3 separate regions of the Mus musculus genome follow, and all the other regions are linked to region 2. Evidence: chromatin contacts called from public promoter capture Hi-C data. All regions are on one chromosome and are shown on one strand. The core of a region is the stretch at or near the end of the contact, and the rest is flanking DNA. Distances in the headings are between cores, read along the strand shown.

Region 1 (2,780 bases), core at 278-2,777, 810 kb before region 2:
TCTGTACGTTATTGTTAGTGGAACATTTGCTTTCTCTAGCATATCTGCTTCAGAAAGAGGACGACACAGACCCTGGGATGGGCCTACTTCCTGTTTCAGTGCGCTGTGACTTTCTTTCACTCACTCACTCTCTTGGAAAGGGCATAGGCAGGCTGACTAGATGGCACAGTGGGTAGAGGTGCTTGTCACTAAGTCACGATCCCAGTTCAATCCCCAAGCTCCACATAGTGAAAGTCTCCTGCAGGTTGATTCCTGCAGGTTGTTCTCTCACTCCTGCAGTGTGCATGTCCTGGTGTGTTTATACACACATACATACATCATGCACCATACATATACATACACACATACATACATATATGCACACACATACATGTGCATGCATACAAAATTTTTCTTTAATTAAAAAAAGGAAAAGGCACTCATTTGTCACTGTGGGACCAGTCAGCTCAGATCTAGAAATGTGATGAGCAGCCCTATAAAACTCAATTTTTTAACAGTCTCAAGAGACACAAAGTCATTAAGAACATAGTAACAAAGACTGAGTTCATTCATTCACCCCTGAGAAAGCTCCAGTTATCTTGGGTGCTGCTTCTAAGTTGGTTTTCCCAGTTGTCTACAGTGACTATAGATGTCTTTAGCTTGGCCAATGAGAGGAAGTAGAACTTTAAGAGTGGATTCTAGTGGCAGGTTCATAGTTCATTCTGAACTAAGGGGAATCCTAAAAAGGGATCTAGGCCCTTTCCTTTCTTTTACTCCCTAGCCATAGGGTGAGTGATTTTGTGTTTAACCACAGGCCCAAAAGCAGTGGGACCAGTTGACCTATCGAACCTTGAAACCCTTGCCAAATAAGTCCATTCTCTCTGTATTCTTGGTCTCTGCTTGGTTTCTCAGGTATTTGTTAAAAGGACAGGAAGCTAATGCCATTGATTAAATCATCCCATGTATTGTTAAAATGATGAACAGCTAACACAGAAAGACAATTACTTCCAATACTTAACAATTCTCTAATTTTTTTAAAAGATTTGTTGTCTGTGAATGTGTGTGTCTGCATTTGTATATGTACCATGTACTAGTTAGTGTGTGTGTGTGTGTGTGTGTGTATTTGCATGTTTTTGTATCTGCATGTGTTGTCTGCATTTTTGTACATATCCAGTGTGTGTGTGCATGTGTGCGTGTGTGTGTGCATAGTGCATGTGTCTATACATGTACATCCAGAGTATGTGTAGGTCTGAGGGGCTTTCAGTAACTTTTTCTCTCCTTCTTCCTGGAGTTTCAGAGGTCCAAGCTGGGCCTTCTGGCTTGTTAAGCCATCTTGATGACCTCCAAAGTTAAAATTCTTCAGTGAAAGTAAGAAGTGTGTTTTAATTCTACGTAAGAAGTTTGAGGCTTGCACTTCTCCATAGGAAAGGTCTGAGCCTGATTCTTGGTGCTGGTCTGACTCCCAGCAAAGCCAGCAGGGTGTGGATGTGAATTCCAAGGCATCACACTTGGCAGAGGAAGGAGGGAGGATTACATTGCCTAAGGTCCCACAGGGGTGGGAGGGGGGTGCATCATGTTCCTCGCTGAGGCATCCTGAGGGAATGAGACTGTAGACCACTAAGTGGAGCTCGTAGGGAGCCTTGGACACTGAGGTAACTAACCAGCAGAGCAACTGAGATAACTAACTAGCAGCTCGACAAAGCTCACGCCTTAACTTAGGAACAAAGCAGAGCTTGCTAGCTTCATTTCTGTGGCTCCTCAGAGCTATTTTTATATCCTTTATTTCCCTGTTGTGTAAGGTACTGGCAATGACAGGCCTTTGCAAAGTACGAGTACTAATACTAATATTGTAGTATGAATCTTTCTTCTGGATGAATTGCTGTTTTGTTTTAAGGCAAAAGTCATCTTGGCAGTACCCTGTTGACAACTTAACTTGGAACTTCAATGCAGTGCCCTACCTAGGAAATGCAGTACTTTTCTCGAGATGAGTAACTGTGTAAGGACTGAAGAGAATGCTCTGCAGATAAGGTGCTTGCTAGCAAGCCTGATACCCGAGTTTGATCTCCAGGACCCCATAGTTGAAGGAGAACTGACTCCCACACATTGTTTTCTACACCCCATCCACCCGCCCACACAGCTTAAAAATGGTGTAAGCTTGGTTTTTGTTGTTATGCTTTGTACTCAAAGTGTCTGGGTGCCTCTCTTCTTTGTCATTTCTTCACCAATTCAGTGCCTAAACCAATGCTTTGCTCTGCATGTCAGGCCATTTTCATGGTAAGATTAAGGTGTGAGTTTTGTAACTGAGGAGTTTACACGCATGAAAGAGTTTCCTCCCACACTGGCATTAGAACTGCCAACTAGGTTATGTGAGTAGGACCTGAATGTGTTAACAAGGAGCCCTGTTTTCTCTCCTGAAGTGGTTGAGATGCCTTCTGCAGGCTCTGCCTGGCCCCAGACTTTGGTAAGTTACCCCAGCGGGGTTGGGACAGCACCTTGTCACAGTCACACTTCCCAACGCTGGAGCTGGAGCTGTCACTGCTGGCTCCTCAGGAGAAACATAATTCTGCCACTGTGAGTGACTGTAGGCAGCTAGGCCCTGCTGAGGGTTTCAGTATGGAGTCACTTCCAGTGACTGAGGCCACAGCTGCTTCCCTGCGGTGGATGGCACATCGAGATGGTTTTTGTTTCCATATTGTGATTTTGTTTTTCTTTTTGAGATGGGGGTGGGGTATTGCTTTCTTACACAAAGTAGTTTTGAATTCCTGAACTTCACTGATCCTGCTGCCTTAGTCCTCTGAGTA
Region 2 (2,700 bases), core at 93-2,592:
AGCTAGGCCCCACCTCCCAAAGAAACCCCAAAGCGCAAGGCCAACTCAGAACTGAGTGTTCAAATATCTGAACTTGTAGGAAACAATCTTACCCAAACCACCACCAAGTCCAACCTGACTTTGTTTACTTCAGATGCAGAGTGTGTATTTTTATGCATGAAATAATACTACATTATGCTGGGTCACCTATGGGGCGTCCTAGTAAGAGGCACGTGATGATCTTTCCTCCCACAACTTGTGGTGGTACTCCTAATCATGTGATTATAAGCCTGTTCCCTGAATTTCTGTATCATACCTTTCTTATTTTGTGATTAATGCATTACATGAGAAGTGGGTTATTTTGAGACTACGTGCTACACCTTACCACAGGCTTGTCTTCTGGTTTTAGCATCTTTTCATTGGTTCTCACCTAAATTGATTCACAGAGAATAAAAGTCTTTTTTTTTTTTTTTTTTTTAAGCACACAATTCAGGTACTGGAGAGATGGCTTAGAGGTTAAGAGCACTGGCTATTCCTCCAGTGAGAAACAATGCACCCATTAACTGTCTGTTGTCTTCCACACTTCCCTTATTCCCAACTTCCACCAACCACGAATCCACTCTGTTTCAGTTAAGCAGTTGTAAACCAGCCAGTTGTTGGTGCTGGAAACCAAAGGCCAGTGTTGGTGCTGGAAACCAAAGGCCAGTGTTAGTGCTGGAAACCAAACTCGGGTCTTCTGGAAGTGCACCAAGTGTTGTAAGCTCGCTTGTGCTCTCTCTCTCTCTCTCTCTCTCTCGCCCCTGACTCTATGGACCTGCCTACATAGGGCATTTCACATAAAAGTAGTCGTATGGTGTGTGACTCTGTGTTTTTATTTCATTAATGTGCTTTCAGGGTTTACCTGTTGTCTTGTAGTTTTAAACTAGCGGTGTTTTATTCCTTTTTATATGCTGCAATTATCACTGTGACTCTTGGGAGATGCTGATCTAAATACAAATTTCCGTCTAAACTTATGAAGGTGATATGGTTTTTATCATCCTTTGGCGAGTTGCTTTTAAAGAAAACTGCTCCATTGTCGTTCCTTTTATCAGATGAAAGGGACTATGACGACCGCCTTTCTTAGGGTTTGCGGAATCCTTGCTCGTTTCCACTCTAACAAGGCAGTCTCCGATTTTAAAGAGCTACAACGACCACCTCTCTTGAAGTGTGCACTATCTTCCCTCCTTTCCGATGGACGCACCGAAAGCTCGCCTCTCTTTCCAGCTGTCATCCCACGAGCTCCTCCCTCTCCTTAAGCTCCCCCCCCCCCAGGAGGAGGAAGTGACGCACAGGAAGTGTCCCGATCCCCTTACATTGGAGGAAGGAATCAAACTCCCAAGATGGCGGCGGCGTCTGAGGAGCGGATGGCTGAGGAAGGAGGCGGCGGCCACGGCGACGGCGGCTCCTGTTCGGCTGCCGGCTCCGCTCAGCGACAGCCCCCGGCGCCCCCGTCGCAGGCCCCGCCGCCCGGGTCCCAGGCACCCGCCGCGCCCGCGCTGGCACCGGACCACCTGCCCCAAAACAACACACTGGTGGCGCTGCCCATCGTAGCCATCGAGAACATCCTCAGCTTTATGTCCTACGACGAAATTAGCCAGCTCCGCCTGGTGAGGGCCGAGGCCTGGGGAGGACCGGCGAGGGCGGCGCGTTCCTGGGGAGGGAGCCCCGCCGGCTCGGGACACGGAGCGCGCGCGTCCCCGGCAGCCGGGAAGTGGCGCTGGCGACGGCCGGCGGGGTGCTTGCTGCTGCCGCGCTGGCATCGCGACCGCCGGGCGGGCGAGGCTCCGCTCTGCGCCTCGCCCCGCCCCGAGGGTCTCCTCGCCCCTAGCCCGGGACGCGCCCGCCTGCGAGAAGTAACGGAGCGGGGCTTGGTGCCCTCCGCCCGGCTGGACCGGCGACAGGGACTCCCGAAGGGGCAGGCGCCTGCCTCGACTGCCCGCTCGGGCTCTGGAGTTCACTCCCAAGTGGGCAGAGGATCCCAGCCAGGCTTGGGTTGTGTTGCAAGAATAGTGTGTATTGTCCCTCCAACCCAGGCTTTCTGCTTGAAAAGGATGAAGGGGGTTTGGCTGTCCCCCCCCCACCCCCCCCCGCTCCCCCTTGAGCCCCAGTTGCGGTTCTAAGATTGCAGTTGTGTTGTGCGTTTAAAACCCCAGAGCCTTAGTTGCTCACTAAAGTAGAGCCCTGGGAGATGATGACCTGACTGGCTTTGCCTCCCTGACACTCCTTACTATAGCGAAGCAACTTGTCCCCTTGTCAAGCTATTACCCCCTCCCGCTTGTTTGCTTTTTTTTTTCAAATGTGCTTCAAGCCCACCCTCCTGCAGTCGGAGTGGTTTACTTATTATACCCTAAAAATAACACATTGTCCTAGCCAAAATTTAAAAAGAAAAAAAATTGCCATTGGAATTTTACTACATCCCTGAGGTTTGACCGAAGATTTGATGAATTACTTGGTTCAGGAAGATATCTCACTTCCTACCGGGGTATTTCCCCTTAGGTGGTTAGGAAATTGGAGGAGGTGGACATTTTGAAGTGGTTGTGAGCTGGTTTGATGTAGTCACTTAAATGTGCTCGGGATTGTTGATAAAAGGACAAAGACATCTTTCTGAATGTGCTGTGTGTGGCGGTTACTTATTCATCGCTATGCCATATTTTAGCCCTATTCTTCCATCTCTAAATTGAC
Region 3 (2,700 bases), core at 32-2,531, 850 kb before region 2:
TAACTAGTTAGGGAATCTGTGCAGATCTAAGGTCAACACAAACAGAAATGCAGCTTCACCACTGCACACACTGCATCCCAGCCACACTGACAAAGCAGAGCCAAGGGGAAGGGCGTGAAGACAGGCAGCGGTGCTCTGTCACTAGGTCACTTGTAACTGTGTGGGAACCTGAGGTGATGGACACTGCTCATCAAGTCTCTATAAATTTTGAGCTTTCATTTTAAGAATCAAATATTTGCACTATTTATTTTACTAAGTCATTTTTAAATAGCTTGGTCAGTCTTTATCCCCATCCCCAAACTGTGGGCTGAATTTAGAGCCTCCTGTGTGCCAGGCAGGTACCCTACCCTGAGCCACACCCCTTCCCACCTCGACTGTGGAAAACATCTCGAGACAGGCTCTTGCCCTGTTGCTCAGGCTGGGCTTGACTTTGTTCTGCAGCCCACAGAGCCCTGGAGCTCTATCTTCCCGTTTAGATTTCTGTGTAGATAGAATTACAGGCCTGTGTTGTTTTATGTGGTACATCTTACAAACTCTTAGTTATCTGTGCCCCGAGCCTAGAATGAAACATGGAGATGAGCCACCCCTGAGCAGTGTTAGCAGCGCAAGCAAGAGCTGAAGACTATTCGCACAGGAGTGAGTGAGCAGTGACTGGTGACACACAAAGCATCCACACCCCGGGGCTTTGAAAAGTCCGCATTAAAGGCTCCAAAGGGTAAAATCAAAACGGCCATCCCAAGACAAGAAGGAGACGAATGAAAGATGACGAAGAAACAGATGGCGCTGACAGTCATGGCTGCCCCACCTGGCATGGGGGTGAGGGCACAGGAGGCGTAGCCGGTCTAGTCAGCACGGAGTGGGGAAGCGTAGCAAGACTCGACAGAGGAGTCACTCCATTACCGTCTCCTACGGGTCCATCACAGTTCTTGCCACTTGGACGGATCCTGACGCATTGGTATCAATTCTCCTGCCCTACGTGAACTGATTTCGGAGAGGGAAGAGTTAAGCCTAGTGACCTCACCTAAGCTTTATTATAGTAATGGGGGAATCAGGGTGAAGGGAGAGTTCCTTGTGCAACAAGTGAAAGAAAGGAGGCTTTCAAGTGCAGCCTAGAAGGTGGGCGTTTGGTGGTGTTTTTTTTTTTTTTTTTTTTTTTTTTTTTTTAAGAAAAAATATGGCTAATTGAGCAGGCTTTTTGAATTAAACCTTCTTATGCTTGATTGCACACTGAAGTATTGACTCTTTGGAGTGTATCTGTATCAGTGCTGGCTAATCTGCCTTTCGTTATGCAATGGGCAGCCGATCCAGCTTTCATTTTAAGACAGTCCTCGGTGCACTTGACCACTAAAACACATTCCAGCATTTGCTGTTCATTAGTGTCGTGACCGAAACAAAAATACTTTAATGCTTGATCCCAGAGTAGTTTGAAGTTAGTATAACTTTGCTCAGAAGGTATTTAAGCTTTAGTATCAGTTTCAAATAGGCCATGAGCCAACTTTCCAAGCTGTTTCTGAGTAAGACTGAGTTTTTCTGAATATAAAAAAATACATGATATGGCACTGTGCCATGTGGAGGGAACAGAATGGAACAATTACCCCAGGATTTGTACTGATAATTGTCATTCCAAGTGAGTCCTCTAAGATACTGTGAAGTGGGTAGAGGAACTCTGTCAACAGTTTGCTAAAATTTAGTTTTCAGTCATGAAGGATGAACTTTGAATATAAAAAGAGGACTGGGTTTGAACAGTAATTGAAGTTTCAACCCACTCTGTGAACTGATGCAGGACAGCAGTATCCAGAGATAGCACGGCAGAGTAGAGGGTAGCAGTGTAGACACAGCACACTAGAGCAGAGAGGGTGACAGTGTAGACACAGAACATGCTGGGTGGAGGCCGTATGAGGGTAGGAGGTAGGAAGCACATGGCTCCCGGGTCGGGGTCAGCTGTGACCAGGTTTGCAATATAGAGAGACTGTTTCTGGCTGATGGAGGATAGTTGTGCCTTCAGGCTGTTAGTTAGTTCATGTGGTCTCAGTAGAGTCACTACTCAGAGGCTGTTAGGACACAGGCAGACCTACAGTGGAAAGACACTTTGCTGTGACTAATTCTGTGTGTTATTACATACTCTCCATTAGGATTTTTATGGCTTATGCATACTGTTTGAATTTTGTAGCTGTATGAAAGCACAGCATTTTAAGAACTCTATGAACGGAGTTTTCGTGACTCTACTGCATTCGCTCTTTATCTGGAGATGCAGGCTTCCCATGACCTGCATGAAAGTCAGGCCTTACATCCGTATTTCTATCCGCCCTCAAGTTGTCCCAGACATGGCAGGTAAAATTAACCCTTTCTGCCAACTTCTGTGTTCTTTTGATCCATCCTCATGACATGTGAGCACTTTCTCACATTCTGTGATGAGAAGATACTCTAGTTTCATCCAGCACATTCCAGCCTTAACTAACTCTGAGCTTAGCTGATTTGCTAAAATTGTTAGCTAAGTAAAACTGTGTCCGTGACTTTCAAGTTCCATGGACCGACCGGCAAGACTTGAAGAAAGCAATGTTGTAGGTCCCTGTGTAGCACATGTGCCCACATTTGTCTCTTCTTTTTATTCATTCCAACGCTGACAATGAGTAATACATCCTCCCGACACTGATTGGAGTGTCAGCCCCACTGTATGCCCTGCTCTGCTTCCATATTCTG

Evidence for each region. Promoter capture Hi-C pulls out the DNA fragments that hold promoters and counts their contacts.
Region 1: a contact with region 2 is called in a promoter capture Hi-C map of hippocampal neurons, with 4 times the contacts expected there. The contact joins the enhancer-like site here to the promoter of Fbxo28 in region 2. A contact is called at or near these places in 6 of 39 promoter capture datasets (the 3T3-L1 cell line, 3T3-L1-derived adipocytes, hippocampal neurons and 2 more).
Region 3: a contact with region 2 is called in a promoter capture Hi-C map of hippocampal neurons, with 5 times the contacts expected there. The contact joins the enhancer-like site here to the promoter of Fbxo28 in region 2. A contact is called at or near these places in 3 of 39 promoter capture datasets (the 3T3-L1 cell line, hippocampal neurons and liver) and 1 of 115 datasets of contacts at active chromatin or transcription factors (memory CD8 T cells).

The regions. Positions count from the first base shown.
Region 1 is chr1:183,154,543-183,157,322 of GRCm38.p6, reverse strand. All of the region lies in intron 3 of Disp1 (dispatched RND transporter family member 1), which reads left to right. Among named protein-coding and RNA genes, the nearest start is that of Disp1, 66 kb to the left of the region's middle. Within about 2 kb of position 1,527, at least 65 of the 459 cell types and tissues checked have an H3K27ac peak or open chromatin away from gene starts, as enhancers often do.
Region 2 is chr1:182,340,248-182,342,947 of GRCm38.p6, reverse strand. It overlaps Fbxo28 (F-box protein 28), which reads left to right and starts at 1,342. Exons shown (of 5, transcript NM_175127.2): 1 at 1,342-1,625. The coding sequence starts at 1,359.
Region 3 is chr1:183,193,067-183,195,766 of GRCm38.p6, reverse strand. The region is part of intron 2 of Disp1 (dispatched RND transporter family member 1); the gene reads left to right. Among named protein-coding and RNA genes, the nearest start is that of Disp1, 27 kb to the left of the region's middle. Within about 2 kb of position 1,281, at least 28 of the 459 cell types and tissues checked have an H3K27ac peak or open chromatin away from gene starts, as enhancers often do.